Regions from separate parts of the Mus musculus genome. Here regions 2, 3 and 4 are each linked to region 1. Evidence: chromatin contacts called from public Hi-C, HiChIP or PLAC-seq and promoter capture Hi-C data. All regions are on one chromosome and are shown on one strand. Each heading gives the region's core, a stretch centred on a gene start, on an enhancer-like site or on the middle of the called end of the contact. The rest is flanking DNA. Distances are from core to core; before and after follow the strand shown.

The links. Promoter capture Hi-C pulls out the DNA fragments that hold promoters and counts their contacts. Hi-C and Micro-C count contacts between places; a contact is called where the count stands out from the background. HiChIP or PLAC-seq counts read pairs in DNA pulled down with a chosen protein or histone mark.
Region 2: a promoter capture Hi-C map of liver shows a contact between it and region 1, with 3 times the contacts expected there. The contact joins the promoter of Hrct1 here to the promoter of Polr1e in region 1.
Region 3: an H3K27ac HiChIP or PLAC-seq map of cardiomyocytes shows a contact between it and region 1, with 9 times the contacts expected there. The contact joins the promoter of Xpa here to the promoter of Polr1e in region 1. A contact is called at or near these places in 16 of 39 promoter capture datasets (the 3T3-L1 cell line, 3T3-L1-derived adipocytes, the C10 cell line and 10 more), 2 of 484 Hi-C or Micro-C datasets (CD4 T cells and uterus), 9 of 115 datasets of contacts at active chromatin or transcription factors (T-cell acute lymphoblastic leukemia, astrocytes, cardiomyocytes and 5 more) and 3 of 9 other capture datasets (adipose tissue, embryonic stem cells and liver).
Region 4: a contact with region 1 is called in a Hi-C map of the G1E-ER4 cell line, with 3 times the contacts expected there. The contact joins the promoter of Tmod1 here to the promoter of Polr1e in region 1. A contact is called at or near these places in 8 of 39 promoter capture datasets (cranial neural crest, embryonic stem cells, hippocampal neurons and 4 more), 3 of 484 Hi-C or Micro-C datasets (the G1E-ER4 cell line, cardiomyocytes and cortical neurons) and 4 of 115 datasets of contacts at active chromatin or transcription factors (acute myeloid leukemia, astrocytes, cardiomyocytes and 1 more).

What each region holds. Positions count from the first base shown.
Region 1 is chr4:45,014,780-45,020,917 of GRCm38.p6, reverse strand. Polr1e (polymerase (RNA) I polypeptide E) reads right to left here and starts at 2,309. Exons shown (of 12, transcript NM_022811.3): 1 at 2,126-2,309; 2 at 1,541-1,644. The coding sequence starts at 2,246.
Region 2 is chr4:43,723,507-43,729,644 of GRCm38.p6, reverse strand. Hrct1 (histidine rich carboxyl terminus 1) reads right to left here and starts at 2,447. Exons shown (of 1, transcript NM_027511.1): 1 at 1,535-2,447. The coding sequence starts at 2,283. The coding sequence ends at 1,954.
Region 3 is chr4:46,193,218-46,199,355 of GRCm38.p6, reverse strand. It overlaps Xpa (xeroderma pigmentosum, complementation group A), which reads left to right and starts at 3,045. Exons shown (of 6, transcript NM_011728.2): 1 at 3,045-3,307. The coding sequence starts at 3,136.
Region 4 is chr4:46,035,948-46,042,085 of GRCm38.p6, reverse strand. It overlaps Tmod1 (tropomodulin 1), which reads right to left and starts at 2,864. Exons shown (of 10, transcript NM_021883.2): 1 at 2,777-2,864.

The sequences.
Region 1 (6,138 bases), core at 1,060-3,559:
CATTCAAGGCATGAGAGTTGAAAGGAATCATAAGAGGTGCAAAAGAAGGGAAACGAGAGGCTGATATAGTATGTATGTAATGAGATATAATGTTGATGTGTTGAGAGTGCTTTGCCTTTATGCACACATGCATGCCTTATCTATGACGTGCCCACAGGAACCAGGAGTGGGTGTTGTGTTCTCAGGAACTAGAATTATAGACAGTTGCTACCTCCATGTGGGTTCAGGGATTGAACCCCGGTCCCCTGGAAGTGCTCTTTAATGCTGAGGCACCTCTCCAGCCCAGTATGTATGTCATGAAAGAGCGACTTATTTGGGAGGGAGGCAAGGGACCAGCAGGAGGGGGATATGGGGGAGGGCAGTGGGCAGAAGGCAGTGGGAATACAGATGAAAATAGCAGTTCTTGAATAAGCAGCACAACGAACTATACAGTGAGGTCTTGGTCTCCTAGCACTTATAGGTACCTAACTGATCCTATACATAACTGCCTTGTGACCTTTCTGACGTTAGCTCGTCCTATGAGGGCTGGCTTCCCATCGCAGCCAAGCTTTTCTTCTCCCTCGTTCACTAGGGCACCAAACATCTGCTATCAAATCGTCCCTCATTCCCATTCACCCTTCTCAGGAAGGCATTCAGACAAGCTGAGACTTGTTTCCTACAGAGCTCCCTCCCCAGGCCCTAAACACTCCCTTAGACCCCAAGCTAGCTCTACTGTATGCCTGTACTACTTGGTGAATTTGAGTCTCTGGAAAGCAGACCGGTCTTAACCCTGGCATCTACCCGGGAGAGACCAGAGATGCTAGTAAGCATCCTGTGGAGCTGGGTGGTGGTGGCACAGGCCTTTAATCCCAGATCCCTGCACTCAGGAGGCAGAGACAGGTAGATCTCTAAGTTCAAGGCCAACCCGAGCTGTACAAAGAAACCTTTGAAAAAACAAGCAAACAAACAAACAAAAAAACCATCACTCTGGGGTCACATTTGATTCACAAGCATCTGTAACCCCAGTTCTAGGGGATCCAATGCCCACTTCTGGCTTCCACTAGCTACACACACATTGTACATAGACAAAAATGAACAACACCCATACACATAAAATAGGGTTGAAGCTGAGCTCTGAACAGTGACCTCCCTAAGAGGTGCAAATCCCATGAAGATGCTTCCTTAGCCTGCGGCATGAGGACATGGTGAACGTTCAATAAGGTCATGTAGGGGGACAACTTATGAAGCCAGGGGTGGGTGGTGCTGCACACCTTTAATCCCAGCACTACGGAGTCAGAGACAGGTGGTGATTCTCTGAGTTCAAAGCCAGCCAGGTCTATATAGTAATTTCCAGGATAGCCAGGGCTACAGGAAGAAACCCTGTCTGGAAAGATAAAGCCCATATAAGTGAAAAGCCCAAAATCTTGCTCCTCAGTGGGGCCAGAGTCTCATTTGCTACTCCTCCTTTCCTCCCCCCCAGGCCAGGTCTCCCATGTCTGCCCACACCAAGAACCTTTTGAGGTCTGCAGAGCCCAGACCATCTGTACCAGCAAGCACTTACCACGATCCGGTGACTCCTCTGCCTGGGGTTTACTAAGTCGGTGCTGTTGTACAAGGTGAAGCGCATGTCGCCCGGATTCTGCAGCTTCCCATTGGAGAACTGGACTGTAAGAGTGTAAGCCAAGAATAAGAGGCGAGGACCAGCAGGGTATGGATGGGGAGACCTGCACTGTGGCTGGACGCCGGTAGTGAAGGCAAGGGAGCTTAAGTCCGACTTTCGGGGGGCGGGGGGGTATGAAGAAAGCCCTGGTCCAGTTCTAAAGAGGGAGATGGAGGAGGGGAGGGGAAGTGACCTCTGGGCAGGGGTTGTGACAAAAGAGAACGACTGAGGAAATGCCATTAACTGGCAAGAGAGGAAACTCTGCTCCGTAGAGGGGGGAAAAGGGCAAATGAGAGAGCTGTGGAGATGTCAGGTCCCTGGGCACTGCCCTGAGACGAGTCCGAAGTGGTGACGATAGATGAATGCGGAGGGAAAAGGTGATGGTGGCAGGGAACCTGTCCCGGCTGCAGGCAGTGGGCTACCGTGGTACCCAGACAGAAGCGGAAAGGATTACGCGGAACTCCGCTCCGGGTCGGCGGTCTTTACCCAGCACAGCTTTCTGCCTGTCGTCGGGCTCTCCACAGTACAGCCACCTTGCACTCTGTAGCGCCTCTGTCTCCGTGTCTCCAGCCTGGTCATCCATCCCAGGAGACTCCAGAGTAGCCATGAGCTCGCCGGTTCACACGCGGACTCAAAAACCGGAAGTGACATTCTAGGCCCCGCCCAGGGTACACCAGCAGTAAGGCCACGCCCCTCACTGGATCGCGTCCCCGCCCACTCTTTGGTTCTTTCCCTTGAGGATCACACCCTCCCCCTTGCAGGAGGATGCAGTAACTCCCCTTTCGTCTCGGACCTCCAGGAGAGCAGCTTCACTTTTGTGTTGTATTGCTCACCGCAGGCTCTAAGCTGTGGGACCAGTCACACCAAAATCTCCAGAACTGTGAACCAAAATAAAAGAAACCGTTCCTCTTTATGAGCTGTCTTCATTTTGTGTTGTTATTGTCGTTTAAGGCCGGCTATCACCATGTGTGTAATCCTGGTTGGTCTGGAACTCATTCTGTGAAACATAATGGCCTCAAATTCACGGAGATTAGACCACCAGCTTTGTCTCACATATTTTGTTAAGGTAATAGAAAAAAACTGACTAATGTAGGGTTTCTCCCTGAGTAATTTCAATGCAGCCACCCAAATAAGAGAGCTAACAGTGATTCAACCATGTAATCTTGTAGTATTCAATTTCCCCAACGGCCTTGATACTGCCTTTTCAGCTAAAAGAGCCTGTCAGAAACCGTGTTGCAGCCTTACACTTGTAATCCCAGCATTTAAGAGCAGGGCTGCCATGAATTTGAGGCAAGTTCAAGTGAGAACTGTCACACATACACACAAATTATACTTTGCTTCTAGCTGTCACAACTCTTTGGTTGGAAGGTTACACTTTCTTTGACTCTACCCAGTGATTTTCTATTGATTCTTTCCAGAAAGGAAAAAAGAATATAAAAGGACTTAGTTAACTAATTAGTCATCCCCCCTTCTGTCAGAATCTTTTCCATACTCAGTTTATTTGAGGTTAGTAATGAATGGTAGAGCCTATTAGAAACATTTCACTTTTTAAATTATTAATTTATTTGGGTCCCAAGAGGGAATGTATGGTAAAGCAAAACTGCTCATCTGGTGGTCAAGGATGAAAGGAGGAAGAAGGGACTGAGGTCTCTGTTCCTTTTGGGCTCAGGTTGTCTTCAAACTCCACTTGTTCTGTGCCTGAGGGTGACTCCCCATCCTCTTGCCAAGTGCTGAGATTACATACACACACCATCACACCCAGCCAGAAAGAAAGTTTATTTCATTTCTTTCACTTCTGCACCTCCAACTCCTGAAAGGTCCTGTAAAAAAAAAAAGTGGGGGGGGGGGGGACCTCAGCAAATGTTGAGTGAGAGGTCTGGAAAAAGCTCAGTGGATAAAGGCACTTGCTACCAAGTTTGATGGTCTTCCTAGGACCCACCTGGTGGAAGAAGAGAGCTTACTCGGTAGCATACATCTGCATGCACACACAAAATAAATCAATGTAAAATAAAATTTAAAAATGAGCGAATGAAGGAAAGGGTAGGTAATAGAGTAGACCAGGTCATCAATCCTTGGAGCCTAACTAAGTCAGGGAGCGCACCTCAGAAATACTAATGTTCTTGCAACAAGTTAGCATAGGGTTTATACATAATAGATACTATGTATATGTTCACTGGCTACATAAAAATGGACACTTGTATGGAAGTTAAGAGGTGCCAAAGAGGGCTGGAGAGATGGCTCAACCGGTAAGAGCACTGACTGCTCCTCTGAAGGTCCTGAGTTCAAATCCCAGCAACCACATAAGCTCTGATGCCCTCTTCTGGTGTGTCTAAAGACAGCTACAGTGTACTTCCTTATAGTAATAAATAACTCTTTGGGCTGGAGCAAACGGGGCCAGCAAGAGGAGCAAGCAGAGGTCCTGAGTTCAATTCCCAGAAACCAAGTGATGGCGTCTCGACCCCTCTCTAGCACAGGGACACTATGGCTTTGCTATTCAAAGCACCATGGTCCTTGAAATGGTGAAATGGCAACATCACTACCTGGGGTTACTCTGTGCCTGAGGGTGACTATGATCTCCCCACCCCACCCCCCCACCCCCGCCAAAAGTGCTGGGACTACATAAATGCACCATCACACCCAGCCAGAACGTTTCTTTCTTTTCTTTCACTTCTGAATCCATCAGATCATCTGGAAATCAGCATGTGAGGTGGGTATAGTTGAAAGTTGGGAAGCTCTGTTACACCAGAGTGGTTCCCTTTTGGGGCACCTCTTTGCCAGGATGGCATAGTCACTGGAAGTCCTCTGCACTGGCTGCTTTCTTACTGGTAAGAGAGTGAGGAGGATTCCCAGAATTACCACAGGCAAGGATGCAAAAGATAGAGATTCTGTCTGGGAAAAAGAAGGGTTACCCATGGGCCAGCTGGGTCAGAATTGTAGTGCATCCCAACGTTGCTCAATTAGCTGACAGTCGTCAAAAATACACGGACAACATACATATATGTATACATTAAATAATAACTGAATTGGGACAGAAAGAATGTTAGGAACCTTTTTCAAGTAGCAATCTAAAGTCAAAAATTTACAGTGGCCTTCTTTGGGATTAAAAGCATGAATTATTAAAAGTATGTAAAATTAGCCAGGCGTGGTGGCACACGCCTTTGATCCCAGCAGAGGCAAAGGCAGGCGGATTTCTGAGTTCGAGGCCAGCCTGGTCTACAAAGTGAGTTCCAGGACAGCCAGGGCTATACAGAGAAACCCTGTCTCAAAAAACCAAACAAACAAAAGTAAGTAAATTTTACCATAAGAATCTTTGCTTCTTAAATTTAGTTTGGAAATTCAGAAACATCTTGCATTCTCTTTGAGTGTGTTTTTAAGAAAAGGAAAATTTGAATTTTAAGTTGGGGGTGGGGCTGAAACTTTTCCTGTTTTCTAGGGCAATATCTCCATCTGCTGGTGTTTCAGGATATTGCCGATGGAGGAGGAAATGCAAGGGAGAGCCTGGTTTGCAGGGATTACCCAGAGCTCAGAAACCAACCATTGTTCATCTTATTTCTCCGCTTCCTTTCTTGCACCAACATCTCTCTCCCATTCTCCTCTTCTGTGTCACCTTGATCTTCTGTCTTCTCCTCTCTTCTTCCTTTCTCTTCTTTCTCAGTCGATGCAGGCTGCCTGAGCAAGTCTTTGTAAGGCTAACTTCAGAGTGGATGGATTTTTGTTTGTTTCCTTTGCACGGAGCTAAATCTGCTACAGCTTCAATCCCTAACTGAAGCTCTGATCTTTGGGGCCATGGAGAGATTAACCATGTTCCTGTGCCAGAGGCTTGCAAAAATCCCTTCTCTTCCTCTTCTTCCGCTTTTTCTTTCTCCTATGCTTTCCATTCACCAGCTTCAACAACTCCTCCCAGCACTCTGTTGTTTCTCACACACCAACACTTAAAAACAGTTCTTTTTCATCCTCTGGGATGCCATACACCACTATACCTAGATCTGATGTCCCACATGCATCAGTACCAATCTGCCAGCAAGCTGCACAGAGCAGAGAGTCCATCCTCAACTCCCCGCCCTACAGACCACTATGTGCTCTTATTTAGTTATTTACTGACAGGGTCTTGGTATATGTCCCTGGCTGGCCTCAATGCACTCCATAGATCAGGCTGGCCTCTAATGGGTCAGTGGAATGTTGGCTTCCTAGTATTTGCCTGATTGTGTTCATTTCCACATATTTATACTTCTTGATAACTTTGGAATAGCAGTAAACAAAACAATAACTTTTCTTTGATAGGTTCTTATTTTAAGGCTACCCTTACACTCAGCAAGTAGCCCAGGTTAACTCAGAACTAGAACTCCCCTTCATTCTTCTGCTGATAGTCAGGATATAGGTGTGTACCCACACTCACAACAGAGAACAACAAAGGTGACTTTGCTAAATTGATGCTTTTAACTTTGTTAATGTTAAGTCACAACATTCTTGCAATATTCTTTAATAAAAAGATGAATTGG
Region 2 (6,138 bases), core at 1,198-3,697, 1.3 Mb after region 1:
TAGTGAGTCACAGGGATGGCACCCAATGGCAAAACAGCCGTTCCCTGTCTCCACCCCAACTCGCTCTTCCTGGGACCATACAATCGAGTGATTTCCCTGATTCTGCCGTTTGTCTGACCAGGACCCCCTGGCCCCCAGAAGAGAGAGAGAGAGAGAGAGAGAGAGAGAGAGAGAGAATGAGAGAGAGAGAATGAGAGAGAGAGCTGTGCCCAAGGTCATGCAGCCAGAAACTTTCCCAGTTTCTCCAAGGTCCAAGAGAACTTCAGTAGCAGTATGGGCAAACAGCCCACTCACAGGACAGGAGAGTAAACAATATACTGCCCTGTTCTACCACAGCCCCTCTTCTAAGATGCTCTGACAATCAGGGCTCATCCTCCACAAGGGTACTGTAGGGTAGCTCGTTGAATCCCCAACATCGCCTGGTGGGGTTGGGAGCTGGGCCCTAGAGACTGTTGCAACCTTTTATCTTGCTTCTCCTTTGCCTGTTCTTCTAGCGTGCTGGGGAGAACAGGCCAGCATTTTCAACAGGAATGCAGGAAGCTTGTCCGGCCCCGTTTCCTTTTCTGCCTAACCTCTTCCCTCTTTCCCATCTTTGGTGTATCTGTAAAATTCCCGTGAAGCTGCAGTGGGCAGGTCTGCAGCAATGCAGGTGGCTGTAGCTAGAGAGGGACAAGGGTGGAGGGCTGGACTGGGCTAAGCCCGGCAGTGAGGAAAGAGGGATGGGTGTGAAGGACTCCAGAGAGAGAGAGAGATCTGTCCATCAGACCTTTGGTCCACTTTCCCAGTGCAGAAACCCAGTGCAGCTGTCAGTGTGAATTTGCCTCTTCCCTTCCTCACTGGTCACCCCTCGCCTAGTCCTCGCACAGTCCCCTGGGAAACAGAAGGAAAGAGGACATTCTATTCCAGTGAGTCACTGACTTTCTGGCGTTTCCCTCTGCTGCTCTCTGCCCTGCTTCTCCCTGTTCTCAGGCTCAGGCTGGGACGATATTTCCTTCCCCTTCATGGACCCAACCTTTTATTCATAGTGTGTGTGGGTCCTTTGCATGCCTGTTGACTGTGGTAGGAGTCTCTACTATCCATTCCATTTTAAGGAAGGAAAAACTGAGGCTCAGGCCAGGCACATTCTCTTGAGGCCACCCGGCATGCCAAGCAGTTAACTGTTCCCTCCCTCTGGTCTTATCAGCTGCTACTGTGCATCTGCAGACAGGCTGGCTGGAGACTCAGAGTCTGCATAAGAATCCCTATTCAGTCCCCAAACAGACACTGAACCCAGGGTTGGTTCCTGCTCTGGACCAGGCTAGGAGGAGCACTCAGGCAGGGTGCTCCGAGAGCTAGAACCCAGGCTAGGGGTCTCAACTGTCCCTTCTCCAAAGCTCTGGGCCGTCCACACTGAATTCTTCCTCAGAGCTTAGGCGGGGACCACCTACTTCTCTCTGTTCCAGACCCCAGGCTCAGCTCCTTCCAGAAGAGTTCCCAGGGCCCTCATGACTCCCTCCCTCCCACTGTGCCACAGTCAAGAACCAGTTCACACAAAAAGCTTCCTGGTGGCTTTTATTTCTTACAGCCAAGCAGCAGTGAATGCCCGTACCACAGTCTGCCCCTGGAAGCTCATCACAGGGCCTCCCCAATCAGAAGAACTCTCCATCTCCACCTGGGCTCTGGTTCTGCCAGATACCCTTGTTACTTCCAGGGTCACCAGGAGTTGCAGTCACAAGGTAGGAAACTCAGCCAGCCCTGCTCGAAGCTCAAGCCCCACATTGTGTAGAGGGCCACCCAGGTGGGTCTCTGTTGCACATAGGGAGAAGGGCTCATATGCAAATGAAACCCAAGCAGGACCAGGGTCCCAGTACCCCCCTTCATCCCAGAGGCACATCCTTTTCCGTGGCAGCATCAGGATCCACTCATGTTGCTGCTGGATGGAGGGCAGAGCCAGGTAGATGCTATCTATTGGCCTCAGCGGCGGGCTCCATGAGCATGGTGGTGGCGGTGGTGGTGCTTGTGGTGGTGGAGACGATGGGGAGAATGGTGATGGTGGTGGTGAACGCCCACACTGGTCACCCCGGTCACATGGTGATGGTGGTGATGGTGAACAAGTCTTGGGAGACGCAGGCGCCGGCCATGGAAGAGTCGAGGCCGGGCTTGTCGGACTCGGTTTCTCTCCACGTCATGCTCCTGTGATCTGTGGAAAAGGCAGAGGGCCATCAGCCACAGCAACATCAAAAACGCCAGTGCTGTGCCCGTGATCCAGCACACAAGGGTCGTGTTCCCCAGAAGGCCTAACATCTGGAAGCCAGAGGATCTCTGCACTTCACTCAGTGGCTCCCTTCAGCAGCCTCTGCTCAGCCCTCACAGTCACTGAACTCAAGGGTGTCTCGGCTCCTGCAGACTGGAGAACAGCCAGGGAATGTGGGAGAGGTCTGTTTGGACAGGCTTCTCAACAGCCAGAGGCTGTTTGGAGTAGGAAGGGGGAGGCCGTGAAGGAAGAGTGGGTGGAGACCAAGGAGCTGTGGGACTGGCTTGCTTAAGGGGAGGGCCTGAATCAGGGATATGAGGTCAATATTCCATCTATTCCTGCCTCCTGGCAGAAGGAGGGCCCTCCTCTGGGCTTCAGCTTTTCTCCTAGGAACCACTGTATGGAGATTAAAAGTGTAGGCTTAGGATGCACACGATTCCCTAGCTCCGCGACTATCTGTAGCCTGCAACATCCTCTGCTGCTGAGGATCAGTGAGTTAGCCCAAGTCCTGTGAATGTCAGTCAGGGATGGGTGGAGCCTGATGAGGGCCACAAGCCGTTCATCATCCAGGGATGCTTCTCCTGTTGGGTATAGGAAGCCAGAAGGCTTGTCAACTTTGGGTTAACAGGAAGCAGAAAGGAAGCCACTTGAGGTCACACAGGTCAGCCCCTTATCTCCCCGGTCAACAATGTCAGTGGATGGCAGTCCCGTTGCCCTATCATCTGCCCTGTCACAAAGCTCGGGTCATTCCTACCTGCCTGGGAACTTGTTTGGTGACCAGAATGTGCACAGTCTTCCATTCTCTCGTTACTGGTTCTAAATCCTCTGGCCCCCTAGTCACCAAGGATGAGGCTGGGATTCAGGGTGTCCCCAGCATCTCTGTTGTACGCAAGCGGACTGGGCTCCCCAAAGCCCAAGCTCTGTGGCCAGGGTCCTCAGGGGTCCTTCAACCCATTCCTCAAAGCTCCTTCTGGAGAGTGCTCAGCCCCCAAACCTCAGACTGGCTCCAGCTCTGCAGTAGCTCCACTCTGTAAAGTTGGTCAAGGCCCTTCCTCGAGCCCACCGTGTCCTCTCTGGAGATCCCACAGCAGAAGCAAACTCCAGGGACACTCCCCTGCTCTAATCCCAGTCACAGCTGCTTTCTCTGACATCTTTACTGAAAAGCTGCCACAGCAGCTCAAAGGGTTGTACATCACCTTTGGCCAAGCTGGTTTCGAGGGAGGCTAGTCTCCAGAGGCTTCCTGGCCCTCTGGAGAAGTCACTTGAACTTTTAATGAGGCTTGTATAGAGAACTCCTCCTGCAGACTCCTGGGGCTTTGGAGCCAGCTGCCTTCCCTAGAGGCACATTGAAGAAAAAGTCCTATGGGAGCTGGTGGAGAGGGGAGGAGGGAGAAGGGAGGAGGGAGAGGAAAGGGGCATGAAGAAGGGAGCATTAAATGGATAACTTTACAGGAGTTTTCCAAGGAGATGCCCACCCCACACAACCTGGAGACTACCCTGCAATGTGCAGATCTGAAGACTTTCAGTCATTCCTAAGGGTCCCTGGACTCACCCCGCATTAGGGAAACTGAGGCCAAAGAAGGGAAGCAACTTGTCTGAGTCTCTCACCTTTGTGGGTTAGTGTATACCACAAGCAATCTCCAGACTTTTGGTTGGGGTGAGAAGAGCTGTCCAGGGCTAAGGATGCTACCTGCTGTGGGGCCTTCCAGAGACAGTAGAAGATGATGCACAAAGGGGGTGGGGGGGGGCGAGCTTGAGGGCCAGAGATGAAGAGACACCCATCTACACTCAATACACGCTTATTTTATGAGATGCCTATTTTCTCCCCATTTGGATAAAATATAGGACCTTGAAGTGGCCATCGTATTAGCAGCTTCGGAAACTTAGAGGTGACAGGCTGCCATCTCCAGACCTTCAGAAGTAACTACTTAAGTCCCCTGCGGGAAACTGTCCTCCTACTTTTAATCCTGTGACTGCTTCCCTGATCATTTTGAATGGCCTGACTGGACACAGGTTCTGTTAGATTGATGACCTGAGAGGGACTGGCTCTGATGAAGTAGGGCCACCCTCAGGAAAGCTATCCTGTGGCCCTGTCATTGAATAGCCCCCTTCCGTTGAGTCTTTATTCTGCAGCCTTCTTAGTCAGGCCTGTCAGACCACCAGCTGATGGGCAAGCCCTTGAAAAGTCTTCCTATCTCACTTCAATCCTGTGCTTTTCTGGATGCCTCACCTCAGCGAGTGTCTTTGTATGCACACAGACACATTTAAAGTAATGTCCCCTGTGGGGACTCATGAGCCTCATGTTTGTGTCCACGAGTATGTGCATGAATGCACATGCATGTACACACACACACACAAACACATCCACATGTTCATACATTGTCCACACAAGGCTATGTGAGTGGTTTCTTGGTTGACCAGCAAAAACAACCACATTGTTTTCACTAATTGGTGGCACCACCTAGTGGTGGCAGTCAAAAATCACTTTTGTATCCTGACCCATCAAAAATGTCTATTATCCTGACTTTGGTTTGTAGCCCATATTTAACAGCCACACACTTAACTAACACATCATTCCAAATTATCAATAATATGGCCAAAGAATTAAAAATGGGAAAATACCATTCCAGGACACAAAGGCAGGACCAATGAGGTCTTAATAGCACCACAACAATAATAATGGGTTTTAAAGTGACAAGGTCAACAAAGACTAAAGTGTGGACACTTTGCCCCTTCTTAGAATAGGAAACAAAACACCCATGGAAGGAGTTACAGAGACAAAATTTGGAAATGTGACGAAAGGATAGACCATCTAGTGATTGCCATATCCAGAGATCCATCCCATGATCAGCTTCCAAATGCTGACACCATTGCATACACTAGCAAGATTTTGCTGAAAGGACCCTGATATAGCTGTCTCTTATGAGACTATGCCGGGGCCTAGCAAACACAGAAGTGGATGCTCACAGTCAGCTATTGAATGGACCACAGGGCCCCCAATGGAGGAACTAGAGAAAGCACCCAAGGAACTAAAGGGAACTGCAACCCTATAGATGGAACAACATTATGAACTAACCAGTACCCCGGAGCTCTTGTCTCTAGCTGCATATGTATCAAAAGATGGCCTAATAGGCCATCACTTGAAAGAGAGATCCATTGGACTTGCAAACTTTATATGCCCCAGTACAGGGGAACGCCAGGGCCAAAAAGGGGGAGTGGGTGGGTAGGGGAGTGGGGGTGGGTGAGTATGGGGGACTTTTGGTATAGCATTGGAAATGTAAATGAGCTAAATACCTAATAAAAAATGGAAAAAAAATTTTAAAAAAGTGACAAGGTCAAACCACCATAGGGGAAAAAAATGACCATTTCATTTAAAAACTAAACACAGTCTGGCAAACAATCCGACAATTTACCTAAATGAGCTGAAATGTGCCCGCCCCAAGCCCTGCATCTTACACGCTGTCAGCCTCCCATCAGTGAGCACACAAGGGAAGCGTAGCCAGGAGAGAGTGCATTGCTGTTCAGGGTTAAAAAGAAATGAGCTGTCAACTCATGAGCTGATAGATACAAAGGAGACATCTTGTGCTATTTAAAAGAAGCCAATATATGAAGACTCCACATCATGTGGACCCGAGTCTATGATACTGTGGAAAATGTGAAACCCCAGAGAAGACAGAACAAAAGATGAGTGTTGCCCGGGTCCTAGGGGACGGAAGGAAGAAAAGTGGGTCATTGTACTGGCTAGTTTTGTGTCAACTTGACACAGCTGGAGTTACCACAGAGAAAGGAGCTTCAGTTGAGGAAATGCCTCCATGAGATCCAGCTGTAAGGCATTTTCTCATTTAGTGATCAAGGGGGAAAGGCCCCTTGTGGGTGGGACCATCTCTGGGCTGGTAGTCTTGGTT
Region 3 (6,138 bases), core at 1,796-4,295, 1.2 Mb before region 1:
CAGACTTTCTTGGTAGATAAGGGTCACTTAGCTCTCTCCTCTGCACTCTGGCCACACAAATGGCTTTCTCACTCCCTAGGGGAATTCTCTAGAACTGCTGCAGACTCCGTAAGTATTCTCAACAGTTGCTTTGGAAAGCACAGCAGGAGTTTGTTTGTTTTAAAAGATTTATTTATTTTACATATATGAGCACACTGTAGCTGTACTGATGGTTGTGAGCTATCATGTGGTTGCTGGAGATTTGAATTCAGGACCTCTGCTCACTCTGCCTCGACCCCGCTTGCTTTGGTCTAAAAATTTATTTATTATTATATCTAAGTACACTGTATCTGTCTTCAGGCACACCAGAAGAGGGCACCAGATCGCTTTATTCGTTGTTGTGAGCCACCATGTGGTTGCTGGGATTTGAACTCAGGACCTTCGGAAGAGCAGTCAGTGCTCTTAACTGCTGAGCCATCTCTCCAGCCCACGGCAGTTCTTTAGAATGTTAGACACGGAGTCTCCGCATGCTTCAGCAATCCATGCCCACGTCTGGATCCAACAGAGACAGCATATGCTAGTACCTGGATGCTCACAGCAGGGGTGAGGTGACTGTTAAAGGTTGTGGGGTTTGTTTCTAAACTGACAAGAAAGAATGTTCTAGAGTGGGCTGTGGTGACATTTGTACAACCTGTGCCATATTGAACATGACTAGACTGCTTTAAATGGGTACATTGGAGAGCACGTGAACTGGGTCCGAGCAAAGCTAGTTAGGACACATTGCCTGTGTGAGGAGGGATCTGTCGATTTGCTCAGGGTTGTATCCTCATTGATTTCTGGTGACTGCAAGGACGTTCAACAGTTGGACAGATGATGCCCACTCTGGGCCAGCCCTCCTGGTTCCCGGATGCCAGAGGATGCTGCCTTAAGCCCAAGTGCATTTGGTACCCATTCAGAGCTCCATCGGTCATTAAAGATGGATGGCGCTGGTTGGGGGATGGGCTGAGGGCGAGGGATAAGTTTCAGAAGAGCAAAGAAGGAATATCCAGTTGAAATATCAAGAAAGAGCTTCAAGGTGTGGAGAAGAGAGTCCTTTCAGATAAGAGTGTGACAGGTGGTCATGTGACCAGACCAGATTAGACCGGAAGCTCCAGGAGAGGAAGAATAGGACTAATTCATTGCTGTGTGCTGGGTCCTCAGCCCGGGAGCTCTCAGTGACATGAAAACCTGCTCAAAGACATGCTTCTGTTGTGAGTGGGTGCCAGTGATGGCCAAGGTGACTGCATTTAAGGGCCAAAACCTCAGGGAATCAGAGGAAAAACAGCCCAGTCATGCACACAGAGAGACAGTCTGAGCACGGCCTCTGTCCGTGTCTTACCCCATCTTCCTGGATTCCCTTTTTCAGAGTCTACTTTCCTTCAGTTCCATTGGGGTTTCAATGCTCTCTGTCCTTTACGCAGCTTCCTTGTTTAGTCAGGATCTGTCAGTCTGGGAGGTGAAGGAGGTATAATGTGGGAAAGTGGATACAGTCATGGTTTCCTCGAGACAGGATGGGAAGAGGCAAGGACAGGGCCCCTGGTTTGCTGTCCCTGCCCTTTTTCCTTTTGTACCCCCACCAAGTGACTCATGTGTTTTGCTCTGAGCAAACCCGTAGCCTTTGTCACCCAGTGGAGTGTACAGATGAGGGCGAGCACTCTTCCTTTCTGAAGAGGGAGACTGCTTTGAGCTGAGGCGCCAGCTCACAGTTCAGACCTGGTTACCTGAAACTCTATCACAAAAAGTCCCTGAGCCAAAGGAGAGGGAGTTAACCTGGAAAGGAAGAACAAGTTGCCAAGAGTTTCAAAACACTGGGGCTCAGGACGCACCTGAGCCACACCCTGCAACCTGTCAGATTCGGTGCTTTGTGGGGGAGAGGATTCTGAGCACTGGCCACTCTCAGAGGTTATTTTGGGGGAGATCCTGTTACCTCATTCCCTCAGCCACCAAGCCAGAAATGTGCAGAGACTGTGGTGGTCATCACAGGTGCTGCCACTTAAGGTTTGGTGCTACCCAGGGGTGGGGTGGAGGTGGGGTTCTTTATAATTCTGGTGCTCAGATTCCCTGCTCTGGCCAGAAAATACATCCACAGAGTTGCACAATCATCAAGAGTGTCTAGTTCTAGAATTCTCATCACCTCAGGAGGCAGCCTCATACCTACAGAGGAGCATCTCCTCCTGGTTACTCCTTAGCTGCAAACTCTAGGAACCTCTGGACTGCTTTCTGTTATGGCGGGCTTGCTTATTCTGTGAGTTTCACATAAACATATGCATTTGTGAATGGCTTTTTCCTCTTAGAGTAACATTTTCAAAGTTCAGTCATGTCGTAGCATGGACCAGCGCTTCATTTTTCTCATGTTTGAAGAAAAATAGTTCATTGTATGGTAATACTATGCATTGTTTAGCCATTCAAAAGTTGATGGACATTTGGGTAGATTCCAGCTTTTGGTTTTCGGGAGCAGCTATGCTATGAACAAGCCCCCTGGCACATCGGTCCAAAACACGGGGAGTAACAATGTGCATTTCTTTTCCAAAGCCATCTTTGGAAAGATGGCTCACACAGGAGGAGTCACTGCCACATCACGTTTCCCCCACTGGATGAAAACAAGGGTTTCATTTGTGTATAGAATGGCCAGTCTGTTGTCATGGGGCTGTCTGGCTCTCCATGTGGCTATGGCTTTGGCTCTCTACCCATGGCCCGCAGCTGGGTTTGGAGCTCATACCACGTCCCACTTTTCTCTGTTGCCTTCCTGTTTTCTCATGCTTTTTAGCTGTCACACAGCCATTCTTTCCCAATGCTCTTTTCCATGTTCTCTTTACTTTTGGAGACAGGGTCTCATGTAGCTCAGGCTGGTCTGGAACACAGGGATGACTTTAAAGTCCTGATTCTCCCCCATCGCTTAGTCCGGATTGTTTGTCAACAAGTGCACTATCATCTCTTCCGCCACCACTCCTCGGCTGCGCAGGCGTACTGCCTCGCCCTTCATAGGCTTTTCCACCAGGACTCCTCGACTGCGCATGCGTAGCTCTTCTCCTTGCCTGGTGATGGAGTAGGGCCGGGTACTTGTGGCTCCGCTGTTCACCAACAATACGCGTTCCCTTCCTACGGAGTGTGTAGGCGATGGCGACGGCCGAGGAAAAGCAGACGTCACCTGAGCCCGTGGCCGCGGACGAGCCCGCGCAGCTGCCGGCCGCCGTACGCGCGAGCGTGGAGCGGAAGCGACAGCGGGCACTGATGCTGCGCCAGGCTCGGCTGGCTGCGCGGCCCTACCCCGCGGCGGCGGCCACCGGAGGTGGGGTCCCCTCCACGGGCGCGCGTAGGGCCTCCCTCCCGCGGGTTTGTGACCGCATCCCGGGCCTTCCCGCTGCGCCTTGGCCGCCCGCTCTGGCTCGGTGTGCGGGAACAGCCGAGCACGCCCGCGTCTCTGTGGTCCCTGGCCTTCCCTGTCGTGCCCTTTGCCCGGCACGTCTATGGTGCAGAGCTTTCAGCCTGCGCCGTCTCCCAGGCCAGCACCCAGCAGAACTGACCCTGACCCAGTCTTTTACATGGGCCGCGCCTTCCAGGGCTCAAAGTAGAATAACACTCGCAGAGCCTAGCACTTGGGAGTTACTCTATTGTATTCTTATGGACACCTTGGAAAATGGAAAGGGCAGGGCTTGGTAACCCTGTTTTACTGAGTGGCATGTTGCCCTGGGTTCATTTTGGCTATACTTGGCATTTTAGGGTAGCCCCTGTCTTGCTGTTTTCCGGTTTTAATGTCCGTTGTGCTTTAGGCTGCTGGTATTGCTCTTTGGAGTAATTCACCCGAGTTATTTCTACAAAAGTAATTTACTTCTTTTCAATCCCTCTTTCACAACTCCACTATATATATATATATGTGTGTGTGTGTGTGTGTGTGTGTGTGTGTGTGTGTATGTATATACATATATACATATACACACATATGTATGTATATATTTATATATATATACACACACATATGTGTGTGTGTGTTAAGTACTTGTTTTGGCAGCAGGTATAAATAATAATGCGTATATTTTATGGCTGTTTGTACCTTTAGACTTGCCATTGAATTTGATTTGTTGCTCTTGACCAGCAGAGCTGGCTTGTAACTAACTAGCTTAGATTTGAATCTTTCAAAATAAATCGAAAGCCCTTACTTACCATTTTGTAAAGTAAAAAGTACTTTTCATTATCTTTGTTGGTTATAGTGCAGATCTTGTAAGTCCGAAATTGCACCCTCAGTTTCTCATTATTTGTAGGCGGATGGACACTGTTGGATAAATGGCTTACCAATGTCCATCTACCTGCTGGCAACGTCTAGAGTCATGAGAGTTTCTACAACGTCAGACAGCCTGGCAAGTGCAGAGACAGTATAGTTCAGTTCCACACGAGAAGTCCAGAGCACTAGGAAAGCTAGAAGTAGCCGAAGTAGTAGCCTGATTGCTGGGCCTGTGACCAGAGCTGCTGGGGAGGCTGAGACAGGAGGATCTTGAGTTCAAGAACTGCCAGGGCTAGAGTTCCAGGTCGGCCTGAGCAAGTTAGGGAGGCCTGGACTCTGAAAACTAGGAGAGCCATGGATGTTTCTCAGTAGTCAAGTGCTTGCCTGGTGTGCTCAAGACCCTGGGTTGGAAAAAGAAAAATAGCCGAAGTTAGGCAGGGTCGGTCAGTCTACCTGGTAAGTGTTGTTGCCCTTGGAAGCAAGTGAGTTCCGTATCTCGTTTGAACGCCCTGCCCCTCATTTCACTCACCAGCCTGGGGAGAAAGGGCTTTCTCCTTCAGAGGTTTATACCCTGGTGTGAGTTTTAACCCTTGGGCTTTGGCAGTTTTCCCTTCCGTTTGCCGTTTTCTGTTTGTCACAGGGAATCACTTCTGCTCCTTGCTTCTGCGGCTAGGTCCTCAGGGCGCTTCTTAAAGACACTTCCCAGCTAGGCTTATCCTGTTTGCTCACTTTCAGGTCTAGTTATTCTAATCCTCTTAAAGTGTTTTTTTTTTTTTTTTTTTTTTTTTTTTGACAAGTGTCTAGTATAGAATCCTCGGAGTAAATACTAGTTATCACCACAATCCTTTCTGCTAGAGGCTGTTGTCCCCCTGTCCTCCCAAGCCTTGTGTAGAAAGGAATTGCCAAAGCAGGGTTGGAACCGGCTTAAGGTTCTCCTTTGGCTGCTATCTAGAAACTTGGGATTTGGTGTGTTTCCACTCTTCCGACCTGGCGGTTTACTGTAGCTATATAGTAGGTAGAATGTGATGTGTGCTGTACACCTGGGTAGCTCTCCGGAAGTCGGGCATTTGGGGCTGGAGGATGGGGAAGGAAGCTCCCATATTGGAACTCCTTTAGGTCTGCACTTGCCTGGTGTGTCCTTTGACTTGACTTTTCATTTGTATTTAAAATCCTTCACAAATGATTAGCGAATGTCAGTGAGTTAGGTTCCCAAGTTGTGTGTATTGCTGTAGAAGGTTAATTACAGCCAGGGAAGCAGTTTTGGAAACCTGATTTATAGCCAGTCGATAGCCAGGCTAACTGCAGCCTGGTCTGCAGTTAGCATCTGAAGTTGGGCAGTCGGGAACTGAACCCTCAACCTGTGGGCTCCGACTCCCGGTAGATGGATGGCATCACATTGGAAGTAGAGGGCACCTGGCCAGAATCACTGGAGAAATGCTAGGGGTGTGGTGTCTGTTGAGTAGTGTTGAGTGGTTTGTCCTGGAGCTAAACCTCTGATGTGCTGGGAGCGTTGGGGATTGGTGTAGGTCTGTTATAGCCATAGGAGTGATCTTTGAAGGCCCCATTTCTTTATATACAGCCAAGTGCGTTCCCCCAGGTGCATCCCAGCGTTCTGCGTTGTCTTTGGTTTTTGTTGTGTGCTGTAGTCAGTGTGACAGCCTCAGGAGGCTGTTCTTTACTGTATGGTAGGTTCTTGTGGCTGTTTGTATACATGCTCACACCGCCTGTGAGAGGAAGTGGCATTTTACTTCTTTCTAAGGTGTAGGCTAGTTGGTTTTGTTTTGTTTTTGTTTGTTTGTTTTTGCTGTTGTTAGTTTTGCTTTTGTGCCCTGCTGCACCAGCTGGGACCTTAAGGACAGTCTGAATGAAGCGGTGACATTGTCACCCTTTCCTGTTTCCCC
Region 4 (6,138 bases), core at 1,615-4,114, 1.0 Mb before region 1:
TAGCTGGTGTTCTGGCTTTAAGGGAAAGTGAACTGGCCTCTTTAGAAATGTTGGCAGCCTGGGCTGGCCCATTAGTAAGACTGAAAAATCAAAACACTGTCCGGAAGAAGCCATATGACTGGGCTCAGCAGAAGTCATCAATAGATGACATCATCTCAGAAGTTAGCAAGCCAAGGTCATGGGGCCCCCAGAGCAGGGTCAGCTCACCCTTCACGGCTCACAGATACTGAGTCAGCCAGGGGACACAGGGGCCCAGACCAGAGCCTGCTTCATTCTAACTCCCCCCCACCCCCAAGCCCCCCCTTTATTTTTGCTCAGCAAAGTCTAGAGGGTTGAAAGCCACTTGCAAAGCTGGTGACATATGGCATGTTCTTAAGGAAGGACCTCAATCCTGCCATGGGCACACCCCTCAGATTCTCTTACACTCTGTGGTTGCCCCTTGATTTGCCTCTACCACTTATGCTGGCCATGTCACAAACACTGAGGGCTGCCCTCTGCCCCAGCTCTGACTGCCTTTCTCATCTACGCTCTGAGAGAGTTGGGAGCTGTCTCTACTTAAGCTCCAGCCTCTGTCTCCTTAACCACATCCTCACAAGGTACTGGGCAGGGTCTAACGAAGCTCAGGGCTTGCCCATCATCACTTCCTATCACAGCCTGAATGAAGTGTCCACTATGGCTAGCCCTGTTGTACACAGGGGGAAACTGAGGGCACCAGCTTGGTCTCCAGCCAATCCTAGTTTTTAATGCTCGGCTGTGCTGCAACCAAGTCCCCAATGCCTACCCTGGATTCTGACGGAGTCTCCACACTTCTCAGCATTCTATCCCTGTGTAGTAACTGTGCCCACCTCTCCACTAGGCTCTTGGAAGGCTGCAGCCCCCTCTACCCTCACCCCCCCACACACACACACACCTGGACTCCTGGGGTCCTCATCCCAGATCTGGTGCCCCAGATCTCCCCTGCACTTCCTTTTTCTCCAGCTAGAGGGCTTCCCAGAAGACTTCCAGCCCTGCCTCTTCTGCACTCCAGCGCCACTAAAGACCATCCTGTCCACTAAGGTCATTTCTCAAGGTCACACTGAGTGGGTAACAGAGCCGGGGCTGGAGCTAGGGGCCTGAACTCCTGGCCATTCCCTTTATTGCTTAGAGCTGACACCACCTAGTCCCTGTGTTCTGTAGTTAAGCTGCAGCCAAGAGCCCTGCCCAAGAAGGGAGAGAAGGTGTGAGACTCTGATAAGGTGGGCTGGGCTATTTTTAGAGGGCTCTAACTTCCCACTTAGGATGCGAGGCACCCAAGAGCCAGTGGCTGTCTAAACCGTGGACTGCAAGGCTAGCTCATTAGAGAGCAGATGCCAGAGTGACAGGCGCCCTGTCTTCACTCTGCCTGTTTGTTGTGAGGTTTGAAGTCGGTGAGAATCTTCCTATTGGGTGATTCCCCTTTCACTCATTTATCTGTGAAGCCCGGAGATAGCTTTAGAGAAAACGGAGCGATCTTCAGGATCTATTACTAGACTCTCCACACTATTACTCCAGCCTGGGAAAGTCCCAGACATTAGCAGATCACAAAAGAGGGGTGCAGAGTCCCCAAACCTGCCAGGAAAGGTCGGTAGAGACAGGAAAGGCAAGCAGACTGCAGTGGGGGTTGGCATGACCTTGAGCAAAGGGTTCTGAAGCCCTTACAGGGGCAACAGTGGGACCCAGGGTGAAAGATAAACCCTGTGGGAGGGAGCCCCCACTAAGAAAGAACCCAGAATCTGGGTTTAGAGTCTGGCTCTGCCAGGTCTTCGGAATCTCATGGGGAAAGCTGAGAGAGGTAACTAAACAGAGAGCTGGGGAGGTTCCGGGTTAAGGGAGTTATCACAGGTGCCACACAGGGAACTGAATTGCCTGAGCCTGCCCAGTTCATTTGGTCACTTGTTTTGCCGAGGTGCTGCTAGCAACTCAGCCTAGAGATGCTCCCAAACACCCCAGGCACACTTCCCAGGCTATTCCGAGGGCCACAGTGGGTCCTAGGCCAGGATTTGAGTTCCAAGAGCCACCAAAGTCTCTGACTTTTGCAGCTGTGTCCTCAGCATCCTTACCCTGCCTGAAACTGCAGAACAGGTGCAGGGGAGTGTAGGCAGTTCAGAGCACGCCCTGGCCACTCTCGTGGCCCCGGGTACCATCTCTTTGAAGGACCCTAACTTCACCTTACAAACAGGAAAACGAGATCCAGAAAAGAAAGGAGGGTTGCCTAGGCCGCCCCTCAAACTGGAGACAACCAGTGGCCTCCTGCCTCTACCTGGTTGCGCGCAGCGAGGCAAGCGCAGCTGGTGCTTTAAACCTCAGCTAGTTCCAGCAGTTTGGGAAACTTTTCAGGCGCCGGCCAGATCGGTGCTCAGAGGACTCAGCGTCCCCCGAGCGTGTATCCCCTTCCTCCCCAGACTCCCAGGAGGGCTCGTGACCAGCTCACAACGTGCCAATGCCCAAGGCACCCCGGGCGGCTCCCAAGGTCCCCGGGAGACCAGGTCTAGTGCCCCGGGCGCCCTGACTAGGGTTGGGCGCATCAGGCTGCAGGGACGCTTAGCGCCAGCGACCCGATCATCAGGCTGGGGAACCGGACCCCGATCCCCGAAGGCCACCCGAGGCGGCGGCTATTTATAGAGGGAACCGTGCTCAGTCCCTTCTCAGCGGCTGCGACAGCTGAATATTTTGCCCAGATATGGCTGCGCCCCGGCGCGGCGGCAGGGAGCCCCGCGAGGCCGAGGGGGACCTAGGGATGGCGGGCGGGGGGTCTTACCGGGATGCGGGGTGGCGCGAGCGCGGGCGGCGGCAATGAGCGGAACGCGGGGCTTGGCGAGTTCCCTGGCGGCCGCGGGTGGGAAGCCGGGGGCGGGCCCTGTTCTGCTGTCACCGCGCCCCGCCCCAACCCGCCGCCCTCCCCGCCCTCCTGCTCTACCAGGGGCGACAGGGTGCTGCGCGGTCCCCGGCCTGGGAGCAACACTCGCTATTAGGATCTAGGGCCACCCCAGCCCCGGAGGCAGGGGAATGTGTGGTTCCCTGCCTTGTTCTCGGTTTCTCCAACTTGATTTTATGCTACGTTGGAGGTATCTGGACAAAGTCGCGCAGATCTTTACTCTCGTCTAGAATGTTCCAGTAAAGTCAGCACAGCTACACCTAGCTTCCTTTGAAGAGGCAACCTGTCCCCTCGGCCAGGACTGGCACGGGCCCAGGGCTTAATAACCATCTGTGGACGTGCAATTCCAACGCAGAATTGAACGCCTTCTCCCTACACAGCATTGAGACTGGAGCGTCCGAAATCACCACTTAAAATAATCGGAATGAAAGTTCCTCCTTCTTAAAAGGCTAATGTGTTCTCTCCAGAACAAACCACTTAAACCCAAACCGAAGCCTTTAAGTGTTTCAATAAACAAACGGCTCCTACCAACGAATCCAAACAGGCACAGGGAACATCTCCGTTGGATTATCCTACCGTATTTTTTGGTGAGGGAAATCTTAATTCCTAGATGCCTAAGGAGAAACGCTGAAAAGTATTTTCCTAATGCATTACTGTATTATAAAACCCTCGCCCTATTAAGAATGTCCTTTTCAAGGGAGAAGTGGGGTGTATTTTTAAACAAAGCAGGGACTTACTATTCCCAAGGACTTATTTTTAAGCGTTTTGTTGTGGGTGTAAATACTTTCAGGGCACATATTAGTGTGTAGCTTTCTGAATTTTATAGTAAGAACACCTGTGCAAGCCAACCAACAGCCTGACCCCGCTCCCCAGTCACCCACCTCTCCCTTCTAAGACACTGTTTTGTGGACCCTTCCAGAAGTCTTGCCCTTATTGTCAGGTTGGTGCCTCTTGCTCGCTGCTGAGGCTAATTTGTGACGCACCATTCTTTCCTACTGTTCAATTTATAGGTTTCATCCCCAGCGAATTTACCATATGAACATAATATGGTATTTCCATATGAATGCATCCTATTTTAAAAGTGTACTTTGCTAGTAGTGGAAATTCAGAATATTAGTGTGGCTCAGATTATTCTTTCTCATGGTCTGCAGGAAGCTGAGTTGGAGAGTTGAGTCTCTAGGAGAGATGAGCAGAGGATTAATGCTACTTGCAAGTGGTTCCCACTTAAGTTAAACCACTTCGGTTTAACAAGAATTGCTACATTGTAGCTACACTGGTAGAGAGGAGCCGCATTCATTGAGGCTTTGATCCACAACACCAATGCCCTGTGTTCACATTTGCTGACACCTTTTTGTTTATTGGCCAGCTGGATTTTCTTTTTTTGTGAAGTGTTCGTTCAAACTTCTTGCCTATTTTTACCGAAATACCCAATATATCAACACAATATGGACACATACCATATACCACATATGTAATATGCAACAGTGCGTATCCTTCCACTTTGCTCTTTCTCCTCCAGCCTTTTAAAGACAGCTGTCTCTGGCTCCCAGGTGCTCTGCCAGCTGTGTCTGGTACTTTGCTACCTTAGTCTCTCACAGGCAGGGCTCTGGTCCACTGGGAATGGACTCCGGACTTCAATACAGGCTAGTGGCTAAATTCATGTGTGTGTCAAGCGACCTCACATCACACTAATTTTATCCTTCCATCAAAAAACATAAATGCTTTAAGAATGGAAATGTTTAAGTCAGGGAAATAGGAAAGGCTTCCTTTGGTTGTGTACAATTCAGGGATCTGTGTTCTTTTCTGCTGCTGAAAGACATGGCTATAAAAATCATGACTTTGCAGCTATTGGATGGAACACAGGGCCCCCAATGGAGGTGCTAGAGAAAGTACCCAAGGAGCTAAATAGGGTCTGCAACCCTATAGGTGGAACAACAATATGAAATAATCAGTATCCCCAGAGCTCGTGTCTCTAGCTGCATAAGTAGCAGAAGATGGCCTAGTCGGCCATCACAGGGAAGAGAGGCCCCTTGGTCGTGCAAACTTTATATGCCTCAGTACAGGGGAACACCAGGGCCAAGAAGAGGGAGTGGGTGGTTAGGGGAGTGGGTGGGGGAGCATGTGGGGGACTTTTGGGATAGCATTTGAAATGTAAATGAAGAAAATACCTAATAAAAACATTTTAAAAAATCATGACTTTGCCTTAACTCAAACATTTATGTTCTGGAAAAATTTTTATTTCATCATAAATAATTATTTTAATCACTGGCATAAGTATTCTTAAATCTTGCTATTTTGGAAGAGTTTTTATTTCATAATAAACAATTATTTTAGTTAGTGGCATAAGTGTTCATGAGTATTTAAAAATACATTTTTTAAAAGCCAGAATACTTTGTTTGTTTGTTTTGTTTTGTTTTTTTCAAGACAGGGTTTCTCTGTGTAGCCTTGGCTGTCCTGGAACTCACTCTGTAGACCAGGCTGGCCTTGAACTCAGAGATCTGCCTGCCTCTGCCTCCCAAGCGCTGGGATTAAAGGCGTGTGCCACCACGCCCGGCTGGCCAGAATATTTTTTATACATTTAAGATGGAAAGCTTTAAAAGTCCTGGTCTTTTCTTTTCTAGTATTGCTTTCCCTAGTTTTTCTCAAATAAAAAGATGACTTTAAGAAAGTTTGTCTCCAGCCTGGTTTTCTCCTTGAAGTCCACTCACTTCCTATTCCCAATAGCCTCTGAGCATCTTCCCAGCAGTCTACTAGTTCAAATACAATGTGCTCAACCCAGACATTCACCTTCCACTCAGGCCTGGGTAAGGCACCAGCCTGGGTAAGGCCTGACTTTGCTTTGCTCCCACGCCTCCTGTATCTATGCTGTCTATGCTAAGATTCTAATTAAGAACTTCAGGATGTCTTCAATGTGTTTATTATTCCAGTGCTCTGCCCTTAGTCTGGGGGTTTCTCCACCTCATCCTAACCACAGCTAAAGCTTACAATCCACCCACTCGCCCGTCTGTCCACCAGTAAGCCAGCACATGCTGCACTGTCCAAAATGTCATTCTGTCTATGTGGATGACACAAGAAGTGATCATGTAACAGTTACAGAATCTAAAATGGTCTGTCCTCTTCCTGGTTCCATGATGCTGTGACATCCCATAACCAGTTAGCCAGCAATCGGCAAGGGTGGGAGTACAGACTGTATGCATGCTGTCAGGCAGTACAATTCAAGAGTCATCCGTCCATGAGCAGGTATT